Linked DNA regions of Larimichthys crocea: region 1 is linked to region 2. A link is a contact called in public Hi-C data. All regions are on one chromosome and are shown on one strand. Each heading gives the region's core, a stretch centred on a gene start, on an enhancer-like site or on the middle of the called end of the contact. The rest is flanking DNA. Distances are from core to core; before and after follow the strand shown. Region 1 holds the start of chst11 (carbohydrate (chondroitin 4) sulfotransferase 11). Region 2 holds the start of slc41a2b (solute carrier family 41 member 2b).

Region 1 (5,963 bases), core at 5-2,504, 140 kb before region 2:
ACAGGAGTGTCTCTTTTGGCATGTGCCTTAAAATGCCATTACAGCATAATTTGATCAGAGGTAAGTAGCCTCTATGACTTTGTCCGGGTCTCACAGCAAGGTTAAGAGGTCTGCTGCATGGATGTCTATCTATCACTGCCTGCTCATTTTGGACAGTGTTCAGGGGTTTCGCCTGACCCCAGTGCATTGTGTGCTGTAACACCACTAGATGGCACTGTGGGGTAATATGAATGAGGCAATATTCAATGTTTTTTGTCCTTAAATGAAGAAAAATAAAAACATATACAGATGTGTGGCTTTAACAATTACTTCAGTAATTCAGATTATATGACCACCAACTACGAATACTGATGTTACTATTAGCACGACTGCTTCTTCTGCTATAAAGTGGCAAGAAAACAGAAATACCCAAGTAAAGTACAAGTACCCCAAAACTGTATCAGTACCTAAGTTATTTTACTTTACTTACTTACCACATATCAGAGGCTCAGGTTGTACTTTTTACTGCATTACATTTATATGACAGATATTGCTCACAATATATATAATTCAACTTCAGTTTCATGAATACATTACTGTTACAGATTGTTATAGATGAAACTATCAGACTCACAGAAAGAAGAAAAAAAACTAAAACTAAACTGAAACTTCTTCCGAGTCCTTTGCATTGTTGGTTACTTCCGCCACTGTACTCCTACATCCAAAGTACATATAAATACAGTACTTGAGTAAATGTACATCTCTTTTTACAGCTATTATAACTAATGTTATTATATCATCACAAAATCATATGTGATGGTAGACATAATAAAAGAAACACTGTACTGTCATTGGTGTGAATCTCACCGAAACATGATTGTATTCCTGCTTTTTCTCAGATGTTTTAATGATTTTATTTGATTTTATTATCTCCAATACAAAGAATATTTGTGTATGTACAGTATTGGACTGTGGGTATGTGTGTGTGTGTGTGCATATTTTAATTGTTTCTTCACTGAGTTTATAATCACTGGGATTGTGTTGCTGCAGTATCCTCCTGATGGAACAGGTTAAACAGCAGCTTTTAACGTGATGCTCATGAAGAGAATCGCACATCTGGACGCGCTCATTAGCTCCGCGCACGGAGACGGGGAGGAGGGAGGGAGATGGGGGGTGGGGGTGATGTTCTCACGTCGTCCCTGCCCACCCTCCTCCTCCTCCCCTTCCTCCTCCTCCTCCTCCTCCTCCTCCTCCCCTCCAGCAGCAGCGGCAGTGGTACGCTCCATGTTGGAGCGCATTGACCGGCAGACAATCCTCATCAGTACCAAGCCAGAGCCCCCGGAGCTTCCGACAGACCGGCCTTTCGTTTCTCCCACAACAACACAAAGCGAGCAGCAGCGAGCCTCCTCCAGCCTCTCTCCGTCCCGAAATGAAACAGACTCTGAGCGAACTGATGAGGATGAACAGGATATGCCGGATGGTTTTTGCCACCTGTTTGGGATCCTTTATTCTGGTCATCTTTTATTTCCAAAGTATGTTCCAACCAGGTAGGATCTCCCTCCTCTCCTCTGCCTCGTGTGTGTGTGTAGCTGTGTGTGTGTGTGTGTGTGTTGATGTATCGCATCTTGTCTGGCAACATGTTGACACATCGATTTATCCAGTGTGTACAGTAACGCGCCACATAAAGAATTGTTACTTGTGTGAACGCGTAAATCATCCAGTAAGAGTGCAGTGTCTGCGATCAATCACTGAGACACATCTCTCACACTCTGCTCTGATTGTCTTGGTGCGCTTTTGTCCCGCTTTTGTTGAGCGGGCACAAGTGTGAGTCTGTGCGTTTGGGTGTGATTGGATGTGAGCAACCACGCGCTGTTCGCTGGCTGGCAAGTGGCATGGAGAGAGGTTTTTTTTGTCTCCGGAATCATGTTTTCTCGGGGGCGACGGGAATCAGTGCACGGGCGGTATTTGGGTTTGGCAAAGTGGGCATATAGGTGAACCCATTTCAAATTTGATCCACGTTCTCGGGGTTCTGTATCAAGAGTGAAACCAGAGCTTTAAAATCAATTTGGAGCCCCTATCTAAAAATAAATCATCTTTAGGGAGCATTTAGGACCGAGGTCCTCTCTAATCTGTGCGCTCTGGAGACCTTTTAAATAATTTATCCCACAATAAAGGAAACCCTGTCAGTGCCAGCGGGGGGTTCCGACGGGAGAATTTGAATCACATTATGTTAAATGAGATTTTATGTGTAGCTTTAACGAATCAACGCCCCTGGATGTGATACCCAGCGACGTCTCTCCGTGCGCCAAAATCAAAGCAGCCTGCGTTCAGACGCGCCAAGGAGGAGCGCACGTACACGTACAGCGGTGACGAGTCAGTGCTGCTGACCTACAGTACAACTGGTTTACTGTAAGGTGGAAGAGAAAGAAAAAAACAACCTTACTGGGTATTTGCTTTCCATGAACAGAAACTGAATCATTCACAAACGGGAAATAATCCCATAATGCTGCTGTTGGAGACAGCGTGTCTGCGAGGATCAGTGGGTTAATACTCCTATGATACTTCAAGGTTGCAGCATCTTAAACTGATCAGTGCTCTGTGATAAAAGTTCATGTGCCAGAGAACACACAGAGCTGTGTATCAGGCTGGAGGTGATGACGGGAAAGCAGAGAAGTGAAACCCTATAGAGGAATTTCATGCTGCATCTGAGTGATGGAGCTGCTGGGCTAAAAGAGAGATGAAACAAGGGATACACAACACACACACACACACACACACACACACAGCATCATCCACACCAGCGTGAAACCAAAAGTGCACACATCTCTGATCAGGATCCTCATGATCCTACCTGCTCTGTGTGAGTCACCCGTATTGGTGCCGGGCAGCTGGCAGTGGTGGCGGTCGACTGATATTTCTAATCCGCAAAGAGAAAATCACCACAACACACCGCTTCAGGGAAGCTACAGTGAGTTACTGTAACATTATCTAAGCACAAATACAGCTGGATGACTGAATCAATGTTTGGAAAGGGTTTCGATCATAAGGACATCAAACCTTCTGCGTGTCAGCAGCTGCTGACTGATCGATAACTGGACCACACTCCCTCCTTCTGTTGTTGACATTGGCTTCAATTCCACACCTCTCTGCTGTGTGTGTACAAATGATAAATCCTTTTAATTATGTATTTTATTCTCTTCTGTCCTCTTTGGTTGGCCAAGAAGTAATTCACGGACAAAGAAATGTACAGTTCCCTTTCGCGTGCAGAGACATCACTTGCACCTGGGGCCATTTAATCAGGACGCCCAGCAGAAGATTAGGTTTTTATCTGCTGAGGGTTTGAGATGTTGATGATCTGTCTCTGATTACAACCCAGTTAAATCCAACAATCAGAAAATTACATTTCACCTCATGAAACTACCTTCTAGCAAAGGAATGTGCAGACGTTTTTTTTAGATCATTTCAAGACCCTGTCCTATGAAACCCCCACTTGAGCGAGACAGGCCTGTAGTCGCGCATCATTGAGTCATGAATGACATAACTGTAACCTGTAGCAGGAACAGTGAACGGAGTGAGACCTCTCCTCTAATGTACATCATTAAATCAGCCTCCAGGCAGAGAATTGATTGTAAAAATTGAACCAAGACTCTATTAAACCTCTGTCAAGGACCCCTGGATCCTGCTCTCACAGTTGTGCCAGTCTCTGCAGTCATTGCATCAGCTTCTGCCCAACACACACACACACACACACACACACACACACATACGCAGGTCACAAAGTGGATGTTCTATTTTGTTGCGGTGATGACAGGGTGCTGCATCCAGGACGCTCTGATTGAAGAGGAGATGTGTAAAAGCAGGGTGTTTGTGCAGGAGCGGGGATATAAGTTTGAATGCCGCAGTGTGTGTTTATGTGATTACACAGGTGAGACGGATACTAGTGAGTGTGTATGTTAGTGTTGTTGACTTCCTTTACAAGCCGTCGTCTTGTCTCTATCTCAATCTGATCCCCTTCCCTGGTATGACGTTATCGCTCTTTCCTGATCTTCTATTTTGAGTTTTTCCCCATTTTCCCTTTCTTTCTCCAGCACCACACACACACACACACACACACACACACACACACGCACGCACACGGGAGCACCATTGTTGTCCATCAGATAAAGTTCCAGGCAAGCGTCTCCCTAGTTCAGGCATGTTTAACAGGCCTGGGAATCCAGGCTGGCCTCCCAATGTAAACTCTCACCTCTCTTCAAGGACCCGTGGGGTCGTGACCTCTTGAAAAAGAAACAGAGGGAAGGGGGGTTTACAGTGGCACACCGAGCAAGGCTGTATATTCCAAATGTGCATTCAAAGTGTTCTTACCGCAAAAAATTCAGCTTCGTGATGAGAACAGAACGCCACATTTGGCTCAACCCTGAAATGCCAACTTCTCATCGACTCATGAGTTCCTCCATCCAGTGTGGACACCAGAGACCGAGCAGACCTGGAGGACGCTGGCAATGCCCCCCTGCTGTGTTGAGCAGCAGTTTGAGAGCGCGTCAAATTAGATTTAGTTGGAGTGTACTGCCAGTCTTAGTAGAAGCAGACAGAAAGCACGGCAGCAGTGACAACATTATTTCAGCCAGTGCTCATGCTCAATGTTCTTTTAAACTATTTGTAGATATGTATTAAAAAATATGCCAACTTCTTGTTAAATTGTGCTGTCCGTCCACTCACTCCTGATGGTATCTAGCCAAGAGTTTATTATTCTGTCTGCTGAGTTTTTGTGCTTTTTGTCTAAGAGATTTTTGCTGCCGTCCAAATGTCAATGGAATTTCTTTTATGCTGCTCAGACTGGTGAAAAATTACAAACTCAGCATGGGCTTGTTGTTACAGAAACAATGTGTCTGTAACAGTAAATAATCCAGAGAACAAGCCAACTTTCACTGAAGACATCATCCTGAATGGAGCCACAAAATGTTTGCAGTGCTGCGAGCACCATGAACTGAACTGCATCTATTCAGTGCTGGGTGTTAATGCTTTTACAGGTTACAGCATTATAATCACCTTTTCAGTATTGTGTAAATGTTTATAATTTGAATTATGAATTGACTGAATTAAATGGAGTGTTGGTATCATTTTGGTCCCTGCATTCAGTGGAGAGACTGGTGTTTTAGCATGGTGTTGGCTTGGCACAGGATCTGGATGTGGGTGGAGGCAGTTCGCCTGTAACGTAGGAGTAAATCAAATTATGCTAAAATATAGAATATGCCTCCAATAGATCCAAAGCAGTCTTCTTTATGTGTTGTGTCTTCTTAGCTGGCTTGCTATGGCTACATTCAGACGTTGATCTAGATGTTGATGGCTTGTAAATCCCTCTAAAATGGGGGCTGGATGCTAATTAAAGTCTGAAAGTTAGTTATTATTATTATTAATATCTTTAAAAAAACATCTGATAAAACACACAGTATGTGTGATTCATGGGGGCTCTATACAATATGTCAGAAATGGGATCTAATCTAATATCACCTAAAAATAAGAGTTATTAAGTTTTTGTTACCTTACAATGAGACACAGTGTTCAGCATGTTCAACTGCCATGTTTCTACAATAGCCCAGAAAAGACAAACTAAACAGTAACTATATAGGAAAGAGAGGGTGAGGTGAGGGGTTGCAACACCTTCACCTACACTACAACTACACCTACACAACGGTCCTTTAAGCCATCACCTTGCCCCAAACCTGTGATGGACATTGTTCACAATTACCAAATACAAAATATTTGTTGCAGCCCTTTATTCATATTGAGGTATACATCTCAGTCAGGTATAAAACAAAAGCTATGTGCATGGATTAATGTTAGTAGAGGTACATGGTTTGTGTGAATTGATACTTTAATAGGCTCTATAATAAATCACAGTCTGTCAGATCCTCTCATCCTTTGTTGGTTAGTAATTGGCTAAAATCCCAAGTTAGGAAGAAAAAGTTATTTTCCTTTCAGAG
Region 2 (6,121 bases), core at 2,350-4,849:
CACAATGACATCACACATCTAGTGTGCCATCTATAGCGGCCAGAAAGACGAATCATGAGCCTGGAAACCCATAAAGGCATAAAAACAAACTGGCAAACAGTAGTTGAGTCAATGCAGCATGATGCTGGACACAACCCATCTAATTATGTCAGAAGATTAAACGTTATGGCACTGAAAGAAAAAGGACGACCCCTCGTCAGGAACTGTCGTCTTTGTAGTTCTTTCAAATGAGCCGGAAAACTACACTGATGAACGCTAAATCCATTCCAAGTTTGGTTCCTCAGGCTTCACATAGAAAGACTTCCAAAGTAGTGTGTTATCCCGACTGTGTTCAGGTTGTGTGTGTGTTTGTCTCACCGCTGTGGACAGCCTTGAGGCCAGAGTCATCTCCAGGTTTCCCTTGAGGCCGAGCAGAGCAGGAACCAGGATGAAGATCTCGGTGATGTACTGAAATGCCTCCCAGTGCTGCGGATGACACGAGTATGGAAGACATTATTTTAAAACACGTCTAACCTTATATCCACTCCACTTTCAGTCAACCTCATTTGACAAACAGATTTAAATTCCAGGCCTCATTTGCATTATGAACCAGTGGACCGAACTGAACAGTTTGTCACTCCTGTCAAAAATCCTGGCACTAATTCAATACAGGTGTGCTTAAGACTGCGATGTGTTCTAAAGAAATGTTTTGAACATGGTGTGCAGCAACCACCTGACATGTCTGTCACTCAAGACGAATAAGGCCTCCAAACTAACTTATGTGAACCAACCTCCAAAACAAGAAACACTGCTGAAGTGAAATTAACTACTCAAAGCTGAAAATCAGTCAGAGAAAATATGATTTTATTATAATATTTCCATGATTACAATCCATCAGAATTAAAAGGGTATCCTGTGGCGTTTTTGGCTTTGACTAGTAGGACTATGAAGCTCTGTTTGAGTGTTTTCATTTAGAATATCATGATACATGTTTGCACATGTTTTTTATGAGGAATGATATGTACTCAGCATGTTTGTTAGACCTCGGGGATACACACAACGCCTTTGCCACTTTGTACTTTATAGAAAAAAATCCAGTTTGCAAGTTAAGTCTTGTTTTTGTATCATTCCTATCATAGATAATAACACCACAGGAGCGACCTGGTGGCAGAGGCCTTAAAGAAGCTACCTGCTAGAAGAAGAGGACGACAACGTGTGAACATGGACGCAAACATCGCCTTTGTGTCATGAGGAAGGAATTACACACTCAGCCTCTGGGATTTACTTTTAACACCGAGTGTACACTTTTGGTTGTTTACAAGAAGGGCACCTTTACCCTCACCAAGAGGAGCAACAAGAAGTCAGAGCTGAGCAGTCTGATGATCAGACAGGTTTGTTACTTACTTGCATTGGAAAACAAAGAGAAACAGTGAAATGGCCGAACAGGACTCGACCTTTAATGCTACCCTGTCTTAAGCTCTCAGCTATGCTGCTTGCTGTTTGAACAACAGTTGTATTGTAGCACGGCTTACCTGCACAATATCCAGCACCATTCCAGCTGATACAGTTCCAAATCCGGCGAGCAGGAAAGGCAATAATATCTGCAGCGCCATGGCCAGAGGCGACTCCTTGGGCATGTTCTGCACGTTGGATCCCAGCTCTTCCTCCTCATCCTCTTCCTCCTCTGCGTCTGCCTCCTCCCCAGAGAGCCTCCTCTCGGCCAGCATGGGCTCTGTTTCAGAGTAACCCCCATCTCCACAATCAGATAAAGTCACAGAGGACCGAGAGGCCCGGTCCAGGAGCCGTCGGCCTTCTATGTGTGATGTCTCTTGTCTGTAGCCGTTCTGGAGTGGGCCGACCTCTGGTTTCGCTCCAAGATCCACCATGGCCAGCCGCTCCTCCTGTAGCTTAGTATAACCAGTGGGAACCATAGTCTGGAAGAGCGAGGCAAAGCGGCCGGAGGAAACAGGCTTCAGGGAGACAGCACTCCACCCGCCACTTGCTCCGCTCATACGCACTGTCAGGCTAGAGCCCAGGGACTCCCCTATAGCTCCACCCAGACTCTGGATACTCATGATGTGGTCTACGGCCGCAGAGTCTCATCTCCTATCATTCAGTCTGAGGGTGGTGTAAAAAGAAATGATACAACTGGTTTACACAGGCTCAGGTGCACCATCCATATCAAGAAATTGGACACATTAACTCATCGGCCTGAAGGAAAATACACAAGGGAAGACAATAGACAGGGGAGGACAGCAGGAAGAACAGGAAAACACCGCTTGGAGACATATCGGAGGAGATATTACTGTGAGATGAAACAGCTGAGTCACTACTTAAAGGGAACCAGAACTCAACCTGAAACCGGAGATGGCTAAATATACAGAGCAGCTGTTTCCTGATGAAGTACAGATGAACCTCTACATGTGTGACATCAGTGAATCTAATGAGCCAAATCATTACAGGAGTGACTATAGGCATTCTTTATCTTTACACCAGCTCATGATTATAATGCAGTGCTGGAAGTCTTTTGCTGGCAGCCAGCCGTGAGCTCAGTATACAGCTGTCAGCATCTCACAGATGTGCAGGAGAGGTTATAGATGAGTTCAGCTGATGTCAAAGTGACAGCAAGGCAGGAAAGACAGTGTCACGTCTTCATTAGTGCGCGAACAAGTTTGAAGTGAAGGGACAAAGAGTGTTTTGTGTTATTTAGTCGGTATGGAGCAGCAGTGAAGGCGGGAAAATGTGTCGTTAGAAACTGTATTTTGTTTATCTAAAGTTGATGACGCAGTCCCGAAAAACGTCGATATAACGTGAGTTTGTCCACCTGCAACAAACCCTTTAAAGTTAAAGGTTTTTTTCTAATGTGAGTTAAATTATACTGACATGAAACAGTTTATATTTTCACACGTATATTTATTTTTATAAAGCGGCACAACCAGACAAACGCTAGCTCCAGAAGCAACACGAGAGGACGAGCTGTAATTAAGTTACACACATGAACATTTTCACAAATGCTGATACAAAAATGACTATTTTGACTCGTAAGAAATTAATTATATACATCTTAATTAGACTTACTACTAGTCAAAATGACACATATAGACTTGCTGCTGCTGTTTTAAATGTTTAAAGGTTTTGCCACCTCTCACATCTGCACTTCATCACTCCTCAGGCCTTTTCATATTATTACCTGTCTGCCTCAGCCTCACTGCATTTCTGTTTTTATCGCAGCTAGACTTGGTTTAAACGCAGTCCTGTCACACGGGCTAATGTTCGCTGGTGTCTTTGCTTTAGCACAGACAATGTTGGAGAGTTGTGGGCGTCTGTCTGTGTTAGCGGAGACTGTGCTACGTTAGCTAGCTGTGTAGGAATCAAAACAGCAGGAGGCTCCTCACTTTCTTACGCGTTAACCGGGAGAATACACTGACTGCTGTTAGCGAGAAGATACAGAAATAATACTATTTATTCTATTGCTCACCTTAATTTATTTATTTCAAATTATTTACCTTTCCGCTGTGGAGACTTTTCATCCAGAAGAAGAGATGCGAGTCTCCTTCCTTGACAGTCCAGCAGCCAGAAAGCCGCGTCAGAGCAAAGAGTACCACCAAAGATCGTCTCTGCTGGTAAGAACAGCCACACGGTTTGGAAAAAAAAACGCGTATGTGATCCGGCAGAGTTGAGAAAGTTTTGCATACGGACAGCTTTTAATTCACAACAAATACGTCAGTTAATTTTAATATAGCAGTTAAAAGAACGTTTTAAAAGAATTAAAAATATAAAACATTCTCTAAATTAGCTTTTCAGCACACAAAGATAAGTTCATAATGTAGCCTAGTACAAAACTATTATTAGCAGGTTTCGCGGTAACAAAAACAAGCGAGAGTGAGAGCTCTCACCTACACCACAGGCTTTCTCGTAAGAACAAAAAGTGCCACACAGTTATTTTGATTGCAGTGCGCAGCCGCAGAGCGTACTTTCTTCAGCAATTATCCAGTTAGTATCATAAATGTCGGCCGTTTATTACGTTTACTGTTAGATTCAGTCAAAGTGCGGAATTTTAACGATGTTTTCCCTCCATAGACGCTCGGTACGGCCAACTTTCACTGTGTAATTTCCTCCCAAACAGTAGGGGGCGCCATTAAAGCCGGAGCTTAAATATTTATTTTCTCACCTTTCATGCGGAAGTTGCTCTCACTCGTAACACACATGTCGGTGAAAACATTGTCGCGTCGCGTCTGAAAAATGGAATTAAACGTCGAGAAAACGAGTTCACAGGCTTTGCTGTCATGTGGCAACGGAGGAGGTTTGAACTGATATTAGCAGCAGTCAAAGTGTGGAGCCCGGTACACTGAGAGTCAGCTAACCGGAGCTCGTTTAATGTTTTATTTAGCGATGCAGTGGAAGTACATGTTTAATGCTGTGTCTGTGTAGGTTTCTTCATAACAACAGTAACATGTCTCAAAGGTTTTCCACGTCCTCTTACGTTATCACGCTATCCTCAGCTAAAATAACCATATAGCATCAGCACACGTGCTTAACTACCTGGTTAGAAAACTGTGTTATTAAAACTGTAGTTATTATTATTTCCATCTCATCGTGAACTTGTCTGCTCAGGTCTCGGCGAGAAGCTTCTCCTCAAGCCAAAGGCTGGCAGCTCCCTGCAGACAGAGAGAGTCCCGAGAAGCAGCGGTAAGAGCAAACATCATCTCCCAGCATGCTGGCTGTGTGTTTGACTACAACTACAGGTGTATTCATTCATTCATTAAAGAATCTGATAACTGTGGATCAGTGTTTCCTCGCTCCTCAAATGTCATGTTTTGTCCACAATGATTTACCGCCAGAGGACTAAAGAAAATAAAAGATATTCACATTTGAGAAGCTGAAATCAAAGAATTTGGACACTCAAAATGATCAATTATCAAAAATATTTGGTGAATAACTCAATAGTATTAGGTTAGAACAAACTCCGTTTGAGCCAGAGGTGTGATGATCTGATGTGTTTTGTTGTGTTTTGTGCGTCAGTGTTGGACCGGCTGCAGAGCTTCCTTCCTCAGATGGCTGACGCCAATGAGAAGCTAAAGCAGCAGATGGAGGGAGCTCCTGCTGGATTCTTCGACATAGAGAGCGTGGAGGAGGCGCAGAGGATCATAGAGATGGTGAGTGTCAGTGTGTTGGTGTTGCATGCGCCAACAGCTTTCGTTGTTCTTCTGATCTTTATTTTATCATATTTTATCACCAACAGTTTGGATTTTTTATGTCCTGTCGTGGTTATGACATTGTTGTGTGGTCTCTTCCGCTTGTCTGTCAGGACGTAGCGCTGGTGGAGCTCAGCGGGTCAGACTCAGACGATGAAGAGGACACTTCAGACTCTGAGGATGAATCAGATTCTGGTGAGGACAGTGAGGTCACAGAGCAGAACCTCAAACTACCCGGAGACAAAGGCAAGAAGAAGAAAGCCAACATCCAAGTTGTTGATCAAGAGGGAGAGTAGAAGAGACGACCAGACAGACTTTTGGCTGCGTGTTTGAGTTTTTTCACCCTCTGAGGTGATGTGGGATTAACTGACCAATGACAGAACACTTCCCTCAGGTGTGGAAGGATTTTAACCTACATCACAGAGACGGTGAACAGAAAGCTCCCGTGTGGAGACATTTTCCTCATCCCTATGGGAACTACAGTTAATCTCATTTTGTACACGTAAAAGACAAAGTTTCAAAAGTGCCTTCAGCGCCAGAACAGATACTGTGATGACCTCATCCTGTCTGGCAGTCAGCCACTTCTCACTGTGCATGATGTGTAGAGGTGTAACACCGTGGATCACCTTGTTTTTGGTTATCATGAAGCTACCTGCTAATTCATTCATTATGACTTAATTATGGATGATTTGTTCTGATTTGTCCAAAAGTTTCAGTGTTGAGAAGTGTTTAGAAATGTTAAACTCTTGTACCAGAGGCTTGTCGTATTTTGAGGAACATCGTGCACATTCTGACACTTTCTGTCATTATTCATCGTACAAATACGATAAATATCTTTTTGGCAACGCTGTCTCCTTTCCTCACAGTGTTACAGACTTTATTTGGATTAATTATTTTTTAAGTGATCTGACTTCGGCTCCATTTTGTCATATAAAGACGTTCAAATG

Evidence for each region. Hi-C and Micro-C count contacts between places; a contact is called where the count stands out from the background.
Region 1: a Hi-C map of muscle shows a contact between it and region 2, with 4 times the contacts expected there. The contact joins the promoter of chst11 here to the promoter of slc41a2b in region 2. A contact is called at or near these places in 5 of 7 Hi-C or Micro-C datasets (all in muscle).

The regions. Positions count from the first base shown.
Region 1 is chrXX:6,005,236-6,011,198 of L_crocea_2.0, reverse strand. chst11 (carbohydrate (chondroitin 4) sulfotransferase 11) reads left to right here and starts at 1,254. Exons shown (of 4, transcript XM_010736908.3): 1 at 1,254-1,511. The coding sequence starts at 1,409. It overlaps LOC104923739 (thioredoxin reductase 1, cytoplasmic), which reads left to right. Exons shown (of 15, transcript XM_010736909.3): 15 at 1-846.
Region 2 is chrXX:5,868,505-5,874,625 of L_crocea_2.0, reverse strand. slc41a2b (solute carrier family 41 member 2b) reads right to left here and starts at 3,599. Exons shown (of 11, transcript XM_010736905.3): 1 at 3,486-3,599; 2 at 1,512-2,097; 3 at 358-465. The coding sequence starts at 2,054. nopchap1 (NOP protein chaperone 1) reads left to right here and starts at 4,137. Exons shown (of 4, transcript XM_010736906.3): 1 at 4,137-4,282; 2 at 4,594-4,668; 3 at 5,002-5,135; 4 at 5,288-6,121. The coding sequence starts at 4,222. The coding sequence ends at 5,470.